Linked DNA regions of Zea mays: region 1 is linked to region 2. Evidence: chromatin contacts called from public Hi-C data. All regions are on one chromosome and are shown on one strand. Each heading gives the region's core, a stretch centred on a gene start, on an enhancer-like site or on the middle of the called end of the contact. The rest is flanking DNA. Distances are from core to core; before and after follow the strand shown.

The links. A called contact is a pair of places that touch in the nucleus more often than the background predicts.
Region 1: a Hi-C map of endosperm shows a contact between it and region 2, with 2.9 times the contacts expected there. The contact joins the promoter of LOC100278847 here to the enhancer-like site in region 2. A contact is called at or near these places in 3 of 25 Hi-C or Micro-C datasets (ear, endosperm and tassel).

What each region holds. Positions count from the first base shown.
Region 1 is chr9:111,320,071-111,322,908 of Zm-B73-REFERENCE-NAM-5.0, forward strand. It overlaps LOC100278847, which reads left to right and starts at 1,550. Exons shown (of 1, transcript NM_001151989.2): 1 at 1,550-2,770. The coding sequence starts at 1,893. The coding sequence ends at 2,318.
Region 2 is chr9:111,248,065-111,250,979 of Zm-B73-REFERENCE-NAM-5.0, forward strand. No RefSeq gene overlaps it. Among protein-coding and RNA genes, the nearest start is that of LOC109942375, 51 kb to the left of the region's middle. Within about 2 kb of position 1,442, at least 19 of the 20 cell types and tissues checked have an H3K27ac peak or open chromatin away from gene starts, as enhancers often do. A contact at or near this core is called in ear, endosperm and tassel, where this site is marked.

The DNA.
Region 1 (2,838 bases), core at 300-2,799, 72 kb after region 2:
TTCTGTAGTCTATTTCTAGATAAGTATTGCTAAGACGTTTGCGGTGGGATACTCAAGCCCGCTAGTAGAAGAACCCAAGCCCGCTAGTTTGTAGTTGTAGCAATAACCTTCCCAGCTACTACCACTACTGTACTAGTACCTGCAGCCATGAAAAAAACAAACAGAACAATCGGGCTGTCAGGCGATGCGGACGGATGGGATGGCACTGGACGGCCAGGATGGACCCATAATTGGCGCAGAGCGCAGGCCTGCTGGAAATTACCAGCCAGGGCCCTGCCGCACGGTGCATACGGCAACAATAATATGCTCGGGACCCACCTGGCAGCGGCAGGGGTCCCAGTGAAAACTGAAAAGGCCTCATAGTATGTATGTATACATAGAGTCATAGAGAGAGGGGGTAAAATTAAGGGAGGGAACGAGGACAGAGAGAGGAATTAAAAGCACCGCCTGTCGTTGCTAGCCATGACACAGGCCACATGAAGCACCCAAGGAGCCAGCCAGTTAAAGCTTCCTTCCAAACTCCTATTTGGCCGCACCAGTTCTTTTTTTTTTTACACCACCGACCGCGCGCCTAGCCTCCCTTTCACCATCGCCACGTACTTGATTTGTTTCCGTCAGTTTTAATTTCTCGTAGCCGACGAATGGCAAGCAGTGTTAAAGCTTAGCGGTCCGTTCCTGTAGTTACAGTGATCAATTGCAAATGCGGCACGGAAACTAACTAGCCACCGGAGGAAATGACGTAGTATGTGGTTATTACTACTACTCTACTAGCATATTGATATACTGTATACATTAATGGGTATGTACAGTGACGCACAAATTAAAAGGAGCAGCAGTTAGTAGTTGGAGGCCAGGACACATAAACGCGCACCACCACCACCACGCCACCAAAGCCAGAGATCGAGAGGCGGGGAATTGATTAGATCCATCTAACCCCCTTGGAAGCTAGCACCGATTATGACCAGTGTGCCTTGTACGACACAGCTGAGTCTGTGCATATGCAATGGTTTAGCACTGCCTACGCATGCACAGACAGACAGATGAGCTAGCAAAGTAGTACATACTACAGCGGCATGCATTATTTCACACACTTGGCTACGGACGGGACGACGATGCAGAGAGCACGCCGCAAGGGTTTAGGAACATTCTCGCGTCGTGTTGTGCGCGGGCTTGTTTTATTTGTGTGGCTCGATCGACGATCGGTCACCGGCGCTGTAAAGTAAAACTCTCCGGCAGCGCACCGGCCGGCGGCGTATACGTCCCATCTGCCCACCCTCTGCCTGTTGCTCAGCTGATCCATGGCATCTCGTCCGTATATTAATAAAATTAAAAACCCTGTATGTTTCCCTGGTGCGCAGGCAGTGCGTGATGGAGATGGATGGGACGAGGTGCGATCTACTCGATCCTAATTAAGGCCTAAAAGTTTCACCGCTGGCTCTCTCTCTGGAATTCCCTCTCTCTCTCTCTCTCATATTCGCCCCCCCACCACAATGATATGCACCACCCCTTCCCCTTGCCCCTCCCCTCCCTCTCTCCTCTAATGTCATGCGGCCTTTTGTGTTGCTGTTGCAGCTGCCTGCCTGCCTGCATATAATTCTGTTGCCTTTAGCTGCTTGCTTGCTCATCTCTCTCCCCATTGCCACCATCATCACCTCCATATCCCCTCGCCATCACGCCTGCCTGCCTGCCTCCCTCCCTCCCTCCTCCTTTGCACTACCGCCGCTACAAAAGAGCACACCGCCTGCGACCTAGTGCTGCCCTGTTCGTCACAATTCACGTACACGACGACGAGACGACCCCTGCGGGCAGATCTTATCTTCCTTGACCTAGCCAGTTGTGCAGGCGCCTCGGGGGCCGGGGCCTCTCCATCTGAGTGTTAGATTACCCACCCGATGGGCGTCGAGCTCGACCTCTCCGACTTGGCCGTGCTCCGGCCGGTCCAGACCGCGGCGGCGGGCGACGGCCCGGACGCCGCCGACACGGGCTGCGTCACGCCGACGGCCGCGAGCTCCCTTCTGCCGCGCCTGGGCCTGGGCGGCGGCCTACTGGACATCGACTCCGCCGCGTGCGTGACCCCGACGGCGTCGCCGTGCCTGCTGCGGCCGGCCACGGTGTGCCCTCCGGCGCCGCGGAAGCCGGTGGCGCCCGGCAGCAAGAGGAGGAAGCGCTGCTGCCGCCTGCAGCGCGCCTTCTTCTTCCCCGTGCCGCTCGACCTCTCCACGGTGTTCGTCCCGCGCGGCGCCGCCGCCGCCCCCGCGGACAGGTCCTCGCCGCCTCCTAGGGCCGCCAAGAAGATCCGCCTGCACGTTGTGGGCTGAAGCCGTGCCGCGCCGTGCCGTGCCGCCGGGCGCCTGCTGGCTCGTCGGAGCCAGACACAGCTAGCTAGCCCACGCGCGGGATGCATGCATGTCCATTGCCACGCCACCACGCGCGCGCCATATGGTTTCTTCTCCACCACCAGTACTGATCAGTTGCGGCGGGCGGGCGGGCGGCAAGCCATCATTGGCCGTTCGCTGCGAGTGCGATCGATCGAGGACAAATTATAATTCTTGGCTTCCTGACAAGACACAAGGCACGATCGGAAGGCAGGCAGGCCGGCCGGCCGGACAGTACAATCGCCACGCCACGCGCCAACGTTTTCATCAGAGGTTGTTACCGAGTGGGTAGTAGTGAGAGCACTTTGATCGATCGATCGATCGAGCCTGAATCTGAATAACCGAATTGTAAATACCGCCACATTATTGTTGGCTGCACATGGTTGTCTTGGCGCGCGTGGAGGGTATAAAAAGGCCGCAGTTCGTCCTGGGGATTTTTGGATTCACTGGCCGCAAGTCCGCT
Region 2 (2,915 bases), core at 192-2,691:
AAATGCGCAGAAACAGCCCAACCAAGATAAAAGGGACATATTGAGTAGGAAATGGACTTTGGGTCAATTCAACATTTGGATAAGTTCTAAAAGACCTTACCAACATTTTAGAACATATATAGTGGAACAACTGAAAGTTCAAATTTAGGATTTGGTGTTCCAGGGGCCATTTGAAGATGAGAGAAACAGAGCAAAAAATGAATTAGAAACACACACGGGGCTTGGTCCGCCAAGCGTTGGACCCGATGAATGGCATGCTAACGTTGAACTATGTATTTTTGTGGGTCGTCCGCTTTTTTATCAACGAAGTATTCAAATGATATTTTGCGAGTATTCGAGGCAATATTATTTTTTTGTACGGTGACAGTACCATGCATCTTTGGTAAGTAAAAGAGCCAAAAGCTACAAGTAAATGAAAAAAAACTAGAGACCACGAGAGCCAATGCCATTAGAGAAAATAAATCAGTTCAAATTCGGCCTTTGATTAGTTTGCTCAAGCTCAACATATATAAGGGACACAGGCGGCACGTTGCCGTTGCCACGCAAATCAGTGTCGTGCACATGCATGCCGGCCGGCCGGCCCCACACCATGTCGTGGAGTTCAATTTTACACGTTACTACTACTTCTAGAGAGCTAGAGGGATAGAGAGATCTTGGATAAGACTACGGGATTTGCATTCGTACGGTACGGTGTGCCTGCCTGCCTGCCTCGGATCTCGCGCCCTCCAATCTCGCATAGTCGCATGTGAGTGCCTCCTAGCGCTGAGGCACGGCGCCAATACGGTCACGGTTTTTTTTAATTAATTAGTTACCAGACACCAGAGAGAACCGTTCTGCAGAGATCTTAATGGGATGTCGTTCTTTTTTGGTTATAAAAGATGCATGCAGCATGCACTGCCATAAGGCTTCGTGAGTCCAATGATAGCCTCGCACTACTGTTCTAGATCTACTTGAGCTAATCAGCTGCTTCAATTCGTGTGCATTAGCAGCTAGCTCGCTCGATCGACCGAGCGTCAGTCAGGCGCGCGCAGCTGATCTGCAGACCAGAGATATATAGCAATTCTCTCTGTAACTCACGCTGGATTTAACAGCGTCAATAATTGGGCCCTAGCTTGCATTGGAGACGATGGCGCATTAATCAGTTAACCCTACTGCTAGTACTGCTCGTGCTCGGTTCGTTATTAATCAATTAGGTTAGGTACGGTGCGCTAATTAATCGGATAAGCGGGCCGGGCAAAGTTAGAGGAAAGGTAATGACTCAAATAAACACTGTCTGCTTGTCTGGCTAGCTAGCCTGCTGCTCCTAGATGAATTAGGTTAACTACTGTGTGTTGGGATTTGGATATGCATGGCTCCAGCAGTCACACCTCTATACTAGATAGCTAGCTAGGTAGCGTAGAGGGTGATGCAGGCAGGCCAACTTGCGTCGTCGTCGTCCGGTACCTAGCTGGTGGTTGTTACCAGTCACAGCAGCGGATGCAGTTCGCAGAGATCGACAGGACAGGAGTGGTCGTTGTCTGGTTGCGGCCTGTCCATCGCCCATGCATCGGCAGCCTGCATGATGAGGTATCCGATGCTAATTTGGGATGCTGCTACCGCTTGGAGCATAGCATACGTACTGCGCGCAGAGAGATACGCGCCGTCCGTCGTCAACCCTAACGACGACAGGGGATTATTGGCGTTAACCCTGCTAGCTCCGGCCTCCTGCTCCACATGTACTTTATACGCGTCTATTTAGCCGGTACGGTGCGACGCGAAGCTGAACTGGGGTCTCTCCCCCTGACTAGCTAGCCGGTCCACGTGTCAGTTAGATTGTATCCAATACAGTACAACAATTAAATAAAAAAAGATACTACATATTACGATACCATCTTAAAATTTTATTCTAACATATCTAAATGCAACCGATTTGCGAACACGTCATGGTTACAGTATGTTCAATACTCTTTCCTAGACTATTGACTCATATATTGACTACTACTAAATATATTCTACCCTATATATTTTTATTTTTTTTATTTTGTCTCTCGAAATTTTTGTGGTGTGTTCCTACACTATGTAGACCTACATGTATCATTTGTGGACAATTTTAACAGAGTTTTCAATCGTTAGTAGATTTAGTTCGTTTATTTGAATTTCTTCGGAAAATTTAGATTTGAACTGTAGGTCACTCGAAACTTGGAAAACCGTGCATGCAAAAATGATATTCATGTTACTTAGCATAAGTTACGACCGATTCCAGGAGCGGACCGGAAACTTCGAGCAACATGCTCACTAAACATGACCGTGAACTTGCCATACACATGTTTAAAAATTGTATAAAACACAAACAAAGTCAGAAAATCCTGAAACTTGTCCACTTGTCATGATATCATATGTACAGGCCGCGATAAAAATTTTAGAATGTTTGGAGAAAGTTGTGGGACACTATGTGTAGAAACCTAGGAGAACTACACATGAAATCATAGAGTTTCAATGTAGTTCTCCTAGGTTTCTACACATAGTGTCCCACAACTTTCTCCAAACATTCTAAAATTTTTATCGCAACCTGTACATATGATATCATGACAAGTGGACAAGTTTCAGGATTTTCTGACTTTGTTTGTGTTTTATACAATTTTTAAACATGTGTATGGCAAGTTCACGGTCATGTTTAGTGAGCATGTTGCTCGAAGTTTCCGGTCCGCTCCTGGAATCGGTCGTAACTTATGCTAAGTAACATGAATATCATTTTTGCATGCACGGTTTTCCAAGTTTCGAGTGACCTACAGTTCAAATCTAAATTTTCCGAAGAAATTCAAATAAACGAACTAAATCTACTAACGATTGAAAACTCTGTTAAAATTGTCCACAAATGATACATGTAGGTCTACATAGTGTAGGAACACACCACAAAAAGTTTGGTTGTAAAAAAT